2 separate regions of the Rattus norvegicus genome follow, and region 2 is linked to region 1. The links are chromatin contacts, called in public Hi-C maps. All regions are on one chromosome and are shown on one strand. Each heading gives the region's core, a stretch centred on a gene start, on an enhancer-like site or on the middle of the called end of the contact. The rest is flanking DNA. Distances are from core to core; before and after follow the strand shown.

Region 1 (7,549 bases), core at 1,432-3,931:
ACCATATGTAAGATCACCCTTCCAATACATAATCCTTTAGGGGACAAACTCAAGCCACATCCAAACAATAGTAAACTTTTTCATTCAAGTTTCCATACCTACTCATTAGAATTCATTTAAATATTTGTCTGTAATTCAATATCTTCTGCCCCCTTCTCCTTAAAAATCTAGTGTCTGCTTTCAAGAGGGGTTCCAAACATCACAATAACAAAGGCTTTTATAGCCAATATGACTATGAGTTAGGGGCATGTTCCTCAAATTGCATTTCTGGGAATATTGGCCACAGGGGATGCCATACTATCTCTCTACTCTCCATGAAAAAGACTCTGTAGTAACCAAATAAGATTGGAAATCCCTTATACTCTACAGGTACTCTTTGAGAGAACTTTTACGCACAAATAAAATATTTCATAACCCCTTTCATAAAAAAACAATAAAAGTGTTAAACTTCGTTTAGCACAATATATTTAAATAGCATCGGTGAGCATCCCTATGCGCAGACCTCTGCAGAAAATGTAGGGGATGCTGCCTCAGAAGATAATGGCTCTCACTCTCCTTTGCTGTCCTATAATCCCTGGAAGGAATAATAATGGCCTCTATTCATTCAACTCCACCATTTTCCCCAAGTGCCTTTACAAATATCATCTCATCTTATAATATTTGAAGTTCCAGACCAACAATATTTTTCAAATTCCTTCTTCTCCTTTCTTTGAAGTAGAATCCCAAAAGATACCAATTAGGCAGTTCTATCTCGGAAAGTTAATACCCACCTCTACCTTCTTTTTTTTTTTTTTCAGATCAAAAGGGTGAAATTTTCTACTGCTTAAAGACAGAGAAAACCTGTTCTCCTAGCAGATTTTTATCAATCCGGGGAACTTCTTAAAATGCATTTTGTAAATGTCAAAGATTAACACTTCTCAGCTCTCTTAAGAGATTTACCTCCCAGACACTTATTCCAATACAAGCTACTTTCTGTTAAGTATTACTTTACACAGAACACAATCACCAGTAAAGTATTTTTAAAGAAAATGAGGGGTTTCTCCTATGGAGCATTTTAGTGGATCAAAGACTTCCTTTCCTTAAAAGAAAATCTGCATTTATAAACAGTAAAAGCAGGGTGCCAACTTGATTTGACTATACATTGTTGGGTTTCAGCTTTAAGGGAACTGCTGGAGAAGGAAAAGATGTTACTTTCCTCTCTCAAAGGAACTCACCTCTGTGGCTGCTGCTTCTGTGAGTCTAAATTTTGTCCTACTCTACTCACCCCTTCCTATTTATCTCCTGAACTCCCCACATGGACATTTACATTTGAGCTGGTATGATTCTTGGCTCTTCACTAAGTTAGCCGATAACTAGCCTTAAGCTACCTTTGTCTTGGGTTTTCATCATTTGTAAAATAATGATTTGATAAGAGTTGGATGTTGTGAGACTAAAATCGGAATGAATGCGAAGCCCCTCCTACGCAGCCCAGCACACAGCAGGTAGCCAGGAGGCAGAAGCACACAGACCTGCATATGGTCCTTGAAAAGTCAACAGAGATAACCATTACCATTTTCATGCCTTGTGATTTCTACTCCGAGAAATGGAGGAAGGTTTGTCTTTGGTCTCTGAGGACCCACACTCTGAAGTATTCTTCTTTTAAGATTTATTTATTCTATTTATATCTATACATTATAGCTGTTTTCAGACACACCAGGGCATCGGATCCCATTACAGATGGTTATGAGCCACCATGTGGTTGCTGGGTATTGAACTCAGGACCTCTGGAAGAACAGACAGTGCTCTTAACCACTGAACCATCTTTCCAGCCCACCCTGAAGCATTCTTAACACACAAGAGTCCCAGTCATCCCACCATGACAGTTGTTCAGGGTCCCCAGGGCAGGCTCAGCAAGGGAGACCTGGAGAGTCCTTGTTATTTCTTCACAGAAACCACAAACCATGCAAGAGAGCATGTGCCAACAGAATATCAGTAGATCCAGAAGGGGGTAAGGGGCCAAGAAGCAAGCACATGCTCTGTGCAAACACTGTCTTGTAGAACATATCAAAACTATCCTTACCTCCAAACCCAGAGAGGTCACTATCTAGAGATGGAAAAGTCACCACCAATGAACTGCTGTGGGCCACAATCACTGAATTCCTAAAGAAACCAAATAACACCGGCTTAGCTTCCTTCTTCCTGTTTGCTGCCCACGGTTCATCTTCTCAAGAGGATGAAGACATTTTGGTCTCAAATGGTGACTATATATGCATTATTTTGGCAAGGGAGTGGAAGGTGACCTTAACCTCCTTCAGCAGTTGACACGGAGGGATGCCCAAAACCCTCCATTCCCTCTCCCAGAAGCTGGTGGCAATGTGGACAAAACCAGCCATTCAGGGAATAATATCCCCATACACTGAGGACTCTTTACCCCTTCACCTCTACCCCGCATCTCACCTTCTACCTTTGTGTCCCTTGGAATCTTCCGCAGATGGCCTGAGGGGTCACCTGCAGCTAGAATGTAAGTAAAGCTCGTCTGGTCCAAGATGCTTTGCACAGTCACCGTATCTGGAAACCTCAGACCTGGGCAGAAAGCTGAACAGCCTGGCCTTGCAGACAAGGACAATGGGCCTGCAGAGCCTGAGCATTCCAGTCTCCCACATTCAGTGGAAGGCAGAGAAGAAAGGTCATTAATGCAGACGGTTTATGTTTTCCCAAGCCAGCATTCCTCACAAACAGCTGTGTTTATACAAAGCTAGAAGAGAAGGAGGGACAGAGAGAGAGAGAGAAAAGAAAGGACAGTGTCCTGGGGATGACATCATTCTATGTTGTCTGTTTTGGCTGGCTCCCACGGGAGAAAGGGGGCTGCAGCAGGCTGGTGAGTGGGCTTGGTACCAGGTAAATATAGGCAGCTTGGCAGTGTGTGGACACAATTAGGAATGGCATTTTCCTGCTCGACCCTCTGTCCACCCCATCCCCAGCCTCCTAATAGGTTTTTCAAAAAACTCCTTTTTTTCCTTGTAGCAGCACCCTCAGAAGAAGGTTAGATTCAGGACTCAGATTTACGCTTTCTAATCTCTTCAACAACTCCCCCCTCCCCAGGAGAAAAGCATGACAGGAGGCAGAGTCATTAAAGTGAATTAAAATTCATCCAAGGAGAGATTATCCCCAAGCCATTCCCATATCAAACAAAGGCCCCTTTCACACAGACTCCAGCTCTGTAAGCAGAGATTAGGGAACAAATTCTCAGAACCTAGAGGTAGGAGACAGGCTTGCACTTAACCTCCCTGGCTAGACCTCAAGAACTCAACTTCTGCCTGAGACAGAAGCTCCGGCCTGCAAGTGGAAGGGGGATTCAGAGCAGGACCTGGACCCCTGCCCAAAATAGTTCATTGAGCCAGATGTGTCCTTAACACAATCCAGATGTAATGAAATATGATCCTTTCCTAGCTTCCTGCATCAGGGTTTAAGGTAGGGGGTCCTCCACAGGCCCTTTCAACCTTCTCTGCAACCCTTTTCTTGAGCACCTGTTTTGTGTCAGGCTGAGCCATGACAAAGACTTGGCCAGGATAGACATCTTGCTGTGGAGGATCAGCTTGAAGAAGGCAAGTTGACTGTGAGTGACGTTTGCTATGACACAGACATAAAGATGCAGGAAGGTTAATAAAGACATCTGGAAGGCTCAAGAGAGCATCAGAGGAAACAGTGACCCACGAACACAGTCTTAAAAGAGTAGATGCTCAACCAGGTGACGTTAGACTGGGGATGGAAAAGGAGAAAAGGGAAGACATTCCAAGCAGAGAGCATAGAATGACCAAAGGCATCAAAGATTGAAAGAGCATACTGCCTTGGGTGGTCCCCAAGGACCTTTCCCAAGAGGAACAGAGCATCCCAGAAGGGATGTTGCAGAAGATAACGGGGCAGTGTGCTGGCGGAAGGAGCTAGAAGAATGCACTCTTCTGGCTTCAGTGCTATTGGTGGATTTTAAGCAAGGCTCATCTCATAGTCAGATGTACACTATAGGCAGGTTGTTCTAAGAAGCACCCAAAGCTAGAGGCATAGAGACCAGTCCAAAAACAAGTGTTAAAACCCAAGGAAGAGTTTGTGAGGGTTGGGTGAGAGGTTGTAGCGATACGGGAGATATTTCTGCATATGGCATATTAAGGAAAGAAAAAAAGGAAATCAACTGGCCTTACTTGGATATGATTCAGGAGGAAAGTAGGGTCTCTAAGGTGACTTAAAGCTTAGGGGCTGGAGGGATGTCATTCCAGTTCCCTAAGCAGGAATTTTAAAGAAAGAAAGCTGCTGAGGAGATGTCTGATGACTCTCAAGTACTTTTTCTGGTCTTTTCGTACTATTTCTCACATCTGTCAAGGTTCCGCCTGCCAGTTCTGTGTGGCTCCCACTAGCTTGGAACAGAAGCTCTCTGGTTTAACTTTCTGCCTGAATATTATCCGCTAGCCCCATCCTTGCCCAGGGCTTCTCTGGTTAGGATGATTTGTGTGCCTAAAGGATCTAGTAGATCAGTGGCTCTCAACCGGGGATTGCATATCAGATATCTTACATAGCAGATATTTACATTATAATTCAAAATTATGACGTAGCAATGGAATAATCATAAGGTTGGGGTCACCACAGCCTGAGGAACTGAAAGGTCTCAACATTAAGAAGTTTGAGAACCAGTGTACTAGATTGTCAGGTACACAACCCAGATTATGAACACCCACCTGGTGAAAGATTCCCGGACTCTGTAGACCACAAACCCACGCACTTACTCATGGCCATTTTGCAGTACTCTTTGTTGGGGACCTCCACCTTCCTAGTTTTCTGCTCCTTTTTCTAAGGTCCTCCTTAGGATCATTTTCCCAAATAAGCCATTCACACACATGATGGTTGATTTTTTGTGTCAGTTTGATAGCCTTGGTGTCCAGATGTATGTTCAAATACTATTCTGAGTGTATTCTGTGGGGGTGTTTTTAGAGAACACATGAGTAGACACTGAGTAGCACATACTGCTCTTATCATATTGGTGGGTCCCACTGAGTCAGTAGAAAGGCCAACTAAGTGAAAAGATTTGCCTTCCATTCACCAACAAACGGGATTCTGAAGCAAGCTACATTCAGACTTAAGAGTACAACATTAGCTCCCCAGCCCTCACCAGCCTTTTTAAAAGAAAGAGTATAATAAATATAATTATATTTCCCCTTTCTTTTACTCCCTCAAACTCTTCCATATATCCTTCCCTGCTCTCCTTTAAATTCATGGCTTCTCCTTTCACTAATTGCTATTGCATGCATATATGAATATGAATATACATACATATTCCTAAATAGAACCTGCTTAGTCTCTATAATGTTATTTGTATGTATGTTTTCAGGGATGGCGGTTTGGCACTGAAAACCTAACTGGTGTGCTCCTCCCTAGGTGGGAGGGACCACCTCTCCTGCTCCCAGCTTCCCTCGGTTTCTTACAGTTCTTTTCCTAAGATTGAAGTCTCTTTCATTCGCTTTGCCAGGTTCAGCTCCTGTTTAGGTAGTCATGTTGGTGAAATATTTTAAGTGTAGTTTCTGATGTCTCCAGGAGACATGATCTCACAGCAAACTCCCTGATCCTCTGGCTCTCACACCCCCCTCCCCTTCTTCTGCAGTGTCTCCTGAGCCTTAGGTGCAAGGTTATTTCGTAGATAGATCCACTGTGACTGAGATCTACAATTCTGCATTTTGATTTCTCAGCAACCTTTATATAGCTACACACACACACACACACACACACACACACACACACACACACACACACACTACACCTCTGGAGAACTCTCACTAGCACAACATACAAGTCTTTTGTGTTGAACTCTGCTTTCTGGATAACTCTGCTAAGGATAGGAGGAAAGATGTTGAACTTGAAAAGAAATATAACACACTGTGATGGTTATTAACCGTGGCGACCACAATCACATGGGAAATGGACCTCTGGGTGTCCCTGCAGAGAAACTTAACTGCATTAACTAAAGTGGGTACATCTACCTTTGTACAGGAGGGTTGGTTTGTTGGTTTGTTTGATTGTTTGTTTTGAGTCTGAGTCTTACTAGATAACTCTGGCTGGCCTGAAACTCACTTGGTAGACCAGACTGGCCTTGAATTCTCAGAGATTCGCCTGAGTGCTGAGGTCACAGGTTTGCATGGTCTTGCCTTCTTTGTCTTCACTGTCACAGGCCTAGGATGATTCCAGACCTGGTTACAAAGGTTAAAACTCAGAGGAGCAGAAGATGGGCAGAAAATTACGCCAGTGAATATTTAATCAAAATTTCCCATGCCTACCATTTTGAAAAAGCAAAATGGAAAAGCTATGTGTCTTTGATATTTTACTTAGCTACTTCAACAGCCCTGGGGGTGGTGGGAAGAGGAAACTCTTTTCCCATTTCATCATGGAGGAATCTTAACTTACTTTCATCTCCTAATTACTTGCGCTTGTTTTAACATCTGTGCACATTCTGCTGCCTCCGACAGTTTTATGTGGCTTATACAGTACAAAACACAGAGGACTCACATTCCTAGGTCCACAATTTCAATAGTAATGTTCAGAGGGGCGGAAGTTATTCTTTATAGGATCATGGCTCATCCACATGGCCAGACAGACCTACAGTGTGGCCAGGATCAGGCCAAACATTCCATTGGCCTGTGACCTGTCTGCCCTATGGAGTTCAGCTCAACCCACATGGCTTTTGCATGGTTTCCCTCATCACATCTATTAATGAGTATACATACGTTTACCTTTGCTCTTTGGTCATCATCTGGCTCTGCTAGTCTGCAAGAACCTCCTTGAAAGGTGGCCATGGCATTTCTGGACCTCTGCCCACCAGCCCAAGAGGAAGCATGCCACAAGTGTTCACTAAATGCTGGTGACTGTCAACTCTGGAAGCAGCTGGACAAAAAATGTGAAGCATTAAACCTTACAACAGAATTAACTACCCTCCCGTCTCAGCTGTTCTCTCACTTGAAGACTGAGAAGAATAAGAATGGGCTGGAAAAGCATCTGAGTTATGAGGGCCATGAAGCCCAGGAACAAGCTGAAATCTGAGAAAAACCACTAAAGCATGACCCCAAGAGCCAGGAAGCAGAGTTCAAACACCAGCCAGTTAGGAGTCTGAGTGGGTTGTCGATTTTGAATAAAAGGATAACCTTCCAGAGCCATTGTATTGACTAAGCCTCACATTCCTAGATCCATGGATCGCCTATGAAATCAGGGAAATCATACCTATTTGTTTGTTTGTTTGTTTGTTTGTTTGTTTGTTGTTCTCAGGTATGTTAGCAGAACTTCACAATTAAGTAGCATTTTATAACAAAATATGAACATAGAAAGGGGACTGTTTGAGAAGAGGAATACAATCAGTGGGAGGGGAAAGGAGATCAGAGAGAGTGACCAGTGGATGACTGTCATCAGGTTCATGACGGACAACTAGGAACACACCACAATGATCTCGTTATCTGCATCATGAATATGTGGTACTAGAAGGTAGCACTTTGTTCACCTGAAACATTTCTAAAATTCAAATATATATTTACTTGATATT
Region 2 (7,549 bases), core at 2,618-5,117, 83 kb after region 1:
CTGTGAGCCAAAAGTCACAGGTGGTTCAGAGCCACATCACTGTGGAGAAATACAGTAACTCTGTGACTAGAGTCAAGCTCAGAGCTCTCATCTGCTTCACACACAGTGGATTATCTTCTTCACTTAACAAGGAACATCCTAGAATCCTAGAAGATACTGAGACCCTCTACTCTCCTTAGAACTTAGAGGTCCTCATCGGGTCTCTATAACACTTAAGAAGTTAAGATATAATTATCCCCATTTTACAGTGAAGCTTTAGAAGGATTTGAGTAGTTTGTCCAAGTTAACACCAGTGGCTGAAATGGAGATTCTATCTGCGATCTGTTGATAACCCTGAGCTCTGTAGGCATGGCCCATCTACAGCCCTATGGCTACATCTGTCCAGAACAGCTATGAGTATAGCTCAAGTACATTTATAGGTGGCCACAGGATATCACAAAGTCAAAAGGTTAGACATCACTGCTAGCAGATACAGCCTCTAATGAGAGGACTAACTGACAACTGTGGAGTTAGTCTGTGGGGTTAACAAAACAGAAATTCGGGCTGGCAAGATGGCTCATCTGGACATGCCCGTGCCAAGCAAGCTTGGTCTCCTCCGGAACCTATGCGAAGGTAGAAGAAGAGAATTGATTCTACAAAACTAAATTCTGACATCCACACTCATCACACACACACACACACACACACACACACACACACACACACACACACCAGACAGTCACACACACAATAACAAATTTTTTTTTAAAGAAAAGAAAAAGAGAAACAAGGAAAGTATAGAGCAGGAAGAGTTAGACATGACCTCAGGAGGTACCTTCTTGTCAATGTAACTTGCTGACTTTTTTTTATTACTGGCATGTAACCGTTTTTTAAACAGAAGAGTAAACTATAAGAGAAAAAGGAATAACTTAAGTAGAAAAAGAACATCCAAAACTACTGTGTCTGAGCCCCTGCCTCAGAAGAGCCTCCCTCCCACCATCAGATTGAGTAAAATGGTTTCTCAGAAACCACAAAATATGAAAGCCCATGCAAATGCCACTGAGCCCTCCCCAGGGCTCCCTGCCATGGACTCCCCCTGTCTCCAGCTGGCCCTAGGGACAGCAGGATGCAGCATGGAGTGCTGGGCAGCTGGCTTCACAGTACAGCGCTTGCTCTCCAGCTGCCGTCAGTCTTGACCCAGGCCATGCTGTGGTTTCAGTGGGAAAGCCCCATCCCTGACACTAGACATTAAGTGCAAGATAAATCCTATAAGCTCTCTCATCTCAACCTGCTTTGGGACCGAAATCATGGGTGTGGATACCCTTCACTGTTCCGGGCAGAGGGTGGGGCTGGGTTCCTGCACACAGATTTGCAAGGAGCTCCCTGGGGTTCCAGAAAGCTGAGACCTCTCTAGCTGGGAAGGCTCCCACTGTTCAAGCCAAGGCTGGTCTGTTCCCAGGGCCTTGTCCTGGTGAATAGGACACTGTAACCAGAAAGAGACCTGGGCTCTTCTCCCAGGCTAGTCACAAAACAGCTGTGGGGTCTTGAACAAGTCTCTGCCAGGTGTCAGCTCCCTCGACTTCCAGAGACACCAGCAGCCCTGTGGGGCATCTGGCAGACAAGTAAGGATATGGGCCTGCAGGCACAGCCAGCTTTCTGCCCGGAGGATGCTAGGATAGATGGATGGACGAGCAGCAGAGGGACATGCTGCTCCTGCTTTCTGGGAAAGTCTAGAGAGCAAAAGTTCCACCTCAGCTTCTTACACATTCCTAATCTTAAGAAGGCAGGGTCTTCTTTCTGAACAGAGGATAGGAAGTATCCATCCCAGAGAGAGAGATTCATGCTGGAACAGTGAGGTGGGTGTGCACAACCCCTGTTCTACTGAGCGGTGTGGTCTTAGACTCAGTTTTTCCAGCCCTCAGTTTTTCCATCTGTAAGATAGGAATTTTTATCATTTCACCTGGTTGTAGGTACCTCCTGTCTAGTGTATACATAGTGCTCAGAAAAGGAAGGAAGGAAGGAAGGAAGGGAGGGAGAGAGGAAGGAAGGAAAGAAGGAAAGGGGGAGGGAGGGAGAGGGGAGGGAGGGGGAGGAAGGGAGGGAAGAAAAAGGTGACTACAGATGTTCTAGGCCACCCTGGTCTTCAAGCTCTCTTTACCTTGCCTCTCTCCTCTCCTGTGATCCCTGGGTATGCCTCTCCCATGGCCTCTGCTTTAAAAAGACGTGACATTCCTGCATCTCTGTGGAAGACAGACTCCTCCCGTCTTTAAAAGAACAGGGCACGCACGAGCTGTGCCCCCAGCATTTAGCAGATGGCAGGCAGAGTTTGGAGCCCTGTGGAGCTCACACGTGGAGCATCCGGGTGCTGCTCCCCCAGGGTGCTGCTCCCCCACTGCTTATCACATGAGAAGTGTGGTTCGATCGAGCTGCCCTGAGCTTAGATGGGGATAAAGTTGTACCTAATCGTCAGAGATGAGCAATGGCGAGGCAGACAGTAGCTTATATTCCTAGTTACAATCCTAGAGTGAGTACCCTTCACCCGTCCAGTCTTTATTCTTCAATCAGCTAACCTGCAATCGGAAGGAAACAGAGTCCCAACGTAGAAATAGGAAAGGTGACCATTCCAAGCCTTTTCAGGCCATAAGACCCCAACGCTCTCACTTTTCCAATGGAGAAAGTGCTTTCTGGAGAGAAGAGACTTGCCGGGGTTGTATGGGTAGTCCGGGAATCCCACAGGGATCCAGTAGAGTCCTCCCATCAACCCCCGGGGGGCGAAAGTCAGACATAGGGGGTGCGGGGGGGGGGGGTAGAGGAAGGGAGCATCTCACGTTCCTTAATAGGCTGGAGCAGTCCACCCACTCTCAAAACTGGCTCAAGAAGCAGCTAAGAATGGATCTTGAAAACCATTTACGCTCGCCCACCGTGCCTGCCCTCCCATGGACCTTATCCCTGAGGCTCTGAGTCACCTGCTGGGCCCAAGGAACGGAGGTGAGAGTTCAGATGGTCTCTGAATAAGCGCGCGGGGGGGGGGGGGCGGCATTCTGTCAGAAAAGGGGCTCAGAGTGCCAGTCTAATCCATGCCATTCTGACAGACAAGGTTGTGTGTAAGCAGCTTCGGTTTTAAAAGATTAGGAGGCAAGTACTGGAGTGGAAAGAAACCTTACTGAGTCAGTTCCACCGACAGTACCACACTGCCCTCTGCTGGTCAGATGAGAGAAGGCATAGAGGCTGGATGAATCACACTGAGACCCTGTGTGGATCACAGGATTTCTTACCTCCTTTTCTAAGGTGAAACAGAGATACGGGGAGTTATGGAGGGCTGCTTCCATCCTCAGAAACCCATGCTGTCTTCAAGCAACACAGACTTCCCTCAGTGCCTGGCACCAAGGACATCCCCTCCTGACTCTATGTCTTTGCAATGTGCCAGCCTTTGAACCTCTAGTTTCCTATTCCAAAGCCAGTGCTTAGAACCCAGAGCACTCAATATCCTGCATGACTTACTCTGCCTTCTTTGCACTAGAATAAGATGTCATATCTAAACTTGGGGACATTTTCCTTTCCAGTCGCTGAGGACAGCCCCCAGGCTAAGGAAGACACATCCTGCTTGAGCTAAGGGACAAGAAAGGGTCCTCATCTCTGGGATGAACCCAAGGCCCTCGAACTTCCAGAAGCATTGAGCATCAGCTCCATAGCAACCTAGGAAAGAGATAGCAAAGGCCAGAACCCATCCCTGCAGCTTGAGTGTTTTCACCCTGTCCCCATGGTAACAAACCTTCCCCCATGCTCCCATGTCCTGCCCTTTGCACACTGGGTAGTTCAGAGCAGCACACCCTGCAGCTGGCTGACCAGCTTCCAGGCATGGGCTCAACTTGGGCCATAGTTTCCCGAACCCCTGTGCAGACTCAGGAGCCACTGCAGCTGACAGGACTACGTGACAAGAGTGATTCACACACCGCCACCCTGACCATCTTTCTCTCTCTCTTCCTCTCTCTCAGCCATCACAAAAGTCTCAACACAGAGCAGCATTGTCCCCAGGGTCAGGAGGGGCTGGAAACCAAAGGGAACTGAGAAGACAAGCCTGGAAAGGGATGGTTTGCCAGACGACGCATGCGCCTCCTCGTGCCGGCCAAGCCCACTTCCTGCCTGTCTCCAGCTTCATAGCTCAAGTTTATATCTCCATCCCAGAAAACCCACTTGGGCTTGGCTTGTTGGCATCTCCCACTTTCTACTCTCTGCCTCGCCCTGCGTTGCTCTGAAAATTGTGCACAGGCTATTTCCTTTTTCTTCTCCAGCGCATTCTTCTTTAAAGCCTGTAAGATAAAAACAACGTCCTGAAAATGCTGCCTTTAAGGGTGCCCGTCCTCTCTCTTCTGTTCCCTACACCTAACCAAATCTGCTGTGATTGGTCGGTGTGAGCAAGGCCCTCTGCAGCAGGGAGCGATGGTAGATGAAGGAGAATCTGGGGGAGTCTTGATGGGGTATGACAAAGGCAGGGTGATGGTACAGTGACGAATTGGGGACATTACTCCAGTTCTCTCCATAGTCCGTGACTATGACGATTGTCAACCATAGATTGTTGAGAATAAATCTCTAGTTAAATAAACACCGGGGACCAGAAAAGGCCTTAGGAGGCCAAGCATTTCATTCACTGAGAAGCGGATCCTCAGCCAGAGCAGACCAGAGGTTGGCAAATCCGTCTGCACCTGTGCGAAACAGCTCAACTCCTTAGAAAGCTCTTTGGACATCAGCTCAAAAATCTACCCCCAGCACCAAACTGTAAAGGGGGCCAGCCTTCTCCACTCTTCTTGGTATCCGTGCCCTTTATGTGCAGTCTAGACATTTGGAGCTTATGTTACAACTTACTCAGGTTAAATGTGATGCCATGCCATTAACGCGCCTGAGCTCGGAGGGGCTTCTCATTCTCCCCAGATCAAACCCCATCTCCTCTTAAGAAGATGGATAAACAAGGAAAACTGGTTCCTCTTAGCTTCTGCCACCTGTGAGCAAATAAGTGCAGACCACCTGGTGACTGATTGCTGAGAGCTAGGGAACAAACCCCAGCCCAGGGCTGTAGACCCACCCAGCTGAGCCCCATCCAAATTACCAGCTCTCAGAATCACAGACTAAATCCATGACTATTGCTTTTGTCAGTAAATTAATGGGTGTTTACCTACCTACGAAAAAGGAGGAAAGGGATACATCCCATCTAAGCCCCCTACGGCTGTGCTAGATACAGAAGAGTCTTGTCCCTCCTGTGTGAGGAGGGCCCTTTAAATAGGAAAGTAAGTCTCTTTGCCTCTAAGTCTCAGCATGGCTCCTGGGGGGGGGGTCATCCAAGCTAGCTCCCTCCTCGAAGGAAAAGTCATGCACCCAGGTGGCCTTTACCCTTTCCACTACTTAGTGCCTGCCCAGTAGCAACATCAGAAGAATTCCTCCGGTGTCAGCATCCTCCAGTGACACCCTGTCCACCTCGAGGGGCACTCTGACTATCCCAGAACTCCAAGAGTCCAATCTCTCAGCACATGTAATTGGAAATTAAGAGACGTGGAAAAACTGAGTTGAGGAGGGCACCAAACTCACCATAAAAACATTGAAATCGATTAATCCTCAAAGCCACCTTCTGACCCAAATCTAAACTGCCCAGAAAATCTCCCAAACAAATGTGGTTAAGCAGGCTTCCCATAGAGGCTTGCCCCATGGCCAGAACAAGGGAGGAGCCAGGGGCTGGCTTCCAGCATCCACTCCACATGGAGTCAACATGGCACACTGGACTTGGGCTTGGGGTCTGAAGAGGAAGGTCATCGGCCCCACCACAGGAGCCAGTGCAGACCATGGCAGCATCCCTCAGAACCAGGCCCAGCAGGAAGCAGTGTGGTGGGGAACGGCCGGCTGCCATCAGTGAGGTTGTCTGGCCAATGGCCATGCTGCAGCCTGCAGCCTGCCAGTTTCAAAGCAGTCCTCACAGCCTGGCTTCCTGTTTTTTTCTTTGCACTCCCTGTGTGTCATGGCACAATTATTCTGAGAGATGTTCTCAAAATGGGCTCGATGTCCAATTTTCTTTCCCTAATAACAGTGCGGGGGGCGGAAGGGGGGTGTAAGGGTGAGGAAGGCAGAAAGACAGGAAGAACTCTAAACCTCAGAAAAGGATAGAAACAACTTCAAAATTCAAATTTTCAACGAGAATATCAAAGTCATCTATTCCACAGTCTACCCTGTACCTACCCGAGCTGTTCCCCTCCCACGGGCCACACCATGGAGGCTGAAATGAACAAGAAGACTTTGGGGAGAGGGGCCATAGAAGACTTTGAAACTCCCTTCCTAGAGCCTAGAACTCATCGGCAAGGATGGTGACAAGGTCAAGTGGCCGGTGGCACAGACCTGGAATGCTGCCTTCCAGACTATTTCTCAACCACATAAGTGGCTTTGGCAGGACTCAACACGCAACAAAGAATAGCTCTGCCCTATAGGACTCCTCTGTCTGCTTCTGGGTAGAGTCTTCAGGTCTCATCCCATGCTCAGGAAAGAATTTATGATCCTGTCAGAAGGTAGAGGCCCAGGGGATGAATGTGTTCAAGGTCTTCACTGTGTCTTGCTATTAGATTGGGCGTTGATTGGTTAGGATGTATCTGTGAGTATGAATGCAGCGGCAGAGGGAACCTGGGGAGATAACCCAGTCAATAAAGTGCTTACCTTGCAAACACCGGGACCTGTGTCTGACTGATCCCAAGAACCTCCATACACAACAAAGCCAGGTGTGGTAGGTCATATTGGCAATCCCAGAGAGTAGAGGTGGAGGCAGGAGGATCTCTGGGGCTCACTGACTGGCTAGCCTTCCTAAGCTACTATGTGAGTTCTAGGCCAGTAAGAAACCCAGTCTCTGGAAAAAGTGGCTAGCTGAGAAAACACCTGAGGTTGTCCTGTGGCCTCCACACTTATGCACGCTCACATACGCATGCACCTGCACATGCATGCACACACACAACACACACACACACACACACACACACACACACACACACACACGTCTACATGTGACTAGCCTAAGCTTGCCCAGGGTTCACCTTTGAGTGTGTATACTAAACTTGGTACTTGTGAGAGCCCACCATGTGTGAGCATAAACAAATACCTATTACCTATAAGTTCAGTACCGATGTTTCTAAGAGCCGGTGAATATATGCACTTGTTGGGTGAATTGGGCATGAAGCTGGATCTTCTGTGTATGTGTTCACACAAGCACAATCCTGCCCCATTCATGCTTTGCCACAAGAATGCTCATCAGGTGTAGGCATGTGTGCTGCCTGTGACAAGGTCTGCCTGTGCCCACCGTGCCTCAGTCCACCCATATGGACTGGGTGCCTGGCCTGCCCCCATTGCCTCCTCCTTTCCCAAGAGCCCAAAGCAGCCTTTGTCTCCCTCCCTTTGGGATCCGCCAGCTAATGGCAGGGGTCCCCTCCCAGCAAACAACATCCCGCCCTGTTCATTTGTGTCTCCTCAGAGGGGCTGATAGGCTTGGATAGCCTCCAGGCTCCAACCGTAAACGGCAGCCCGCAATCGCAATGGACGACTTTCT

What was found. Hi-C and Micro-C count contacts between places; a contact is called where the count stands out from the background.
Region 2: a Hi-C map of Schwann cells shows a contact between it and region 1, with 2.4 times the contacts expected there. The contact joins two enhancer-like sites. A contact is called at or near these places in 2 of 12 Hi-C or Micro-C datasets (Schwann cells and psoas muscle).

The regions. Positions count from the first base shown.
Region 1 is chr9:82,784,135-82,791,683 of GRCr8, forward strand. No RefSeq gene overlaps it. Among named protein-coding and RNA genes, the nearest start is that of Pincl, 340 kb to the left of the region's middle. Within about 2 kb of position 2,682, at least 13 of the 93 cell types and tissues checked have an H3K27ac peak or open chromatin away from gene starts, as enhancers often do. A contact at or near this core is called in Schwann cells, where this site is marked.
Region 2 is chr9:82,865,799-82,873,347 of GRCr8, forward strand. No RefSeq gene overlaps it. Among named protein-coding and RNA genes, the nearest start is that of Tns1, 280 kb to the right of the region's middle. Within about 2 kb of position 3,868, at least 5 of the 93 cell types and tissues checked have an H3K27ac peak or open chromatin away from gene starts, as enhancers often do. A contact at or near this core is called in Schwann cells, where this site is marked.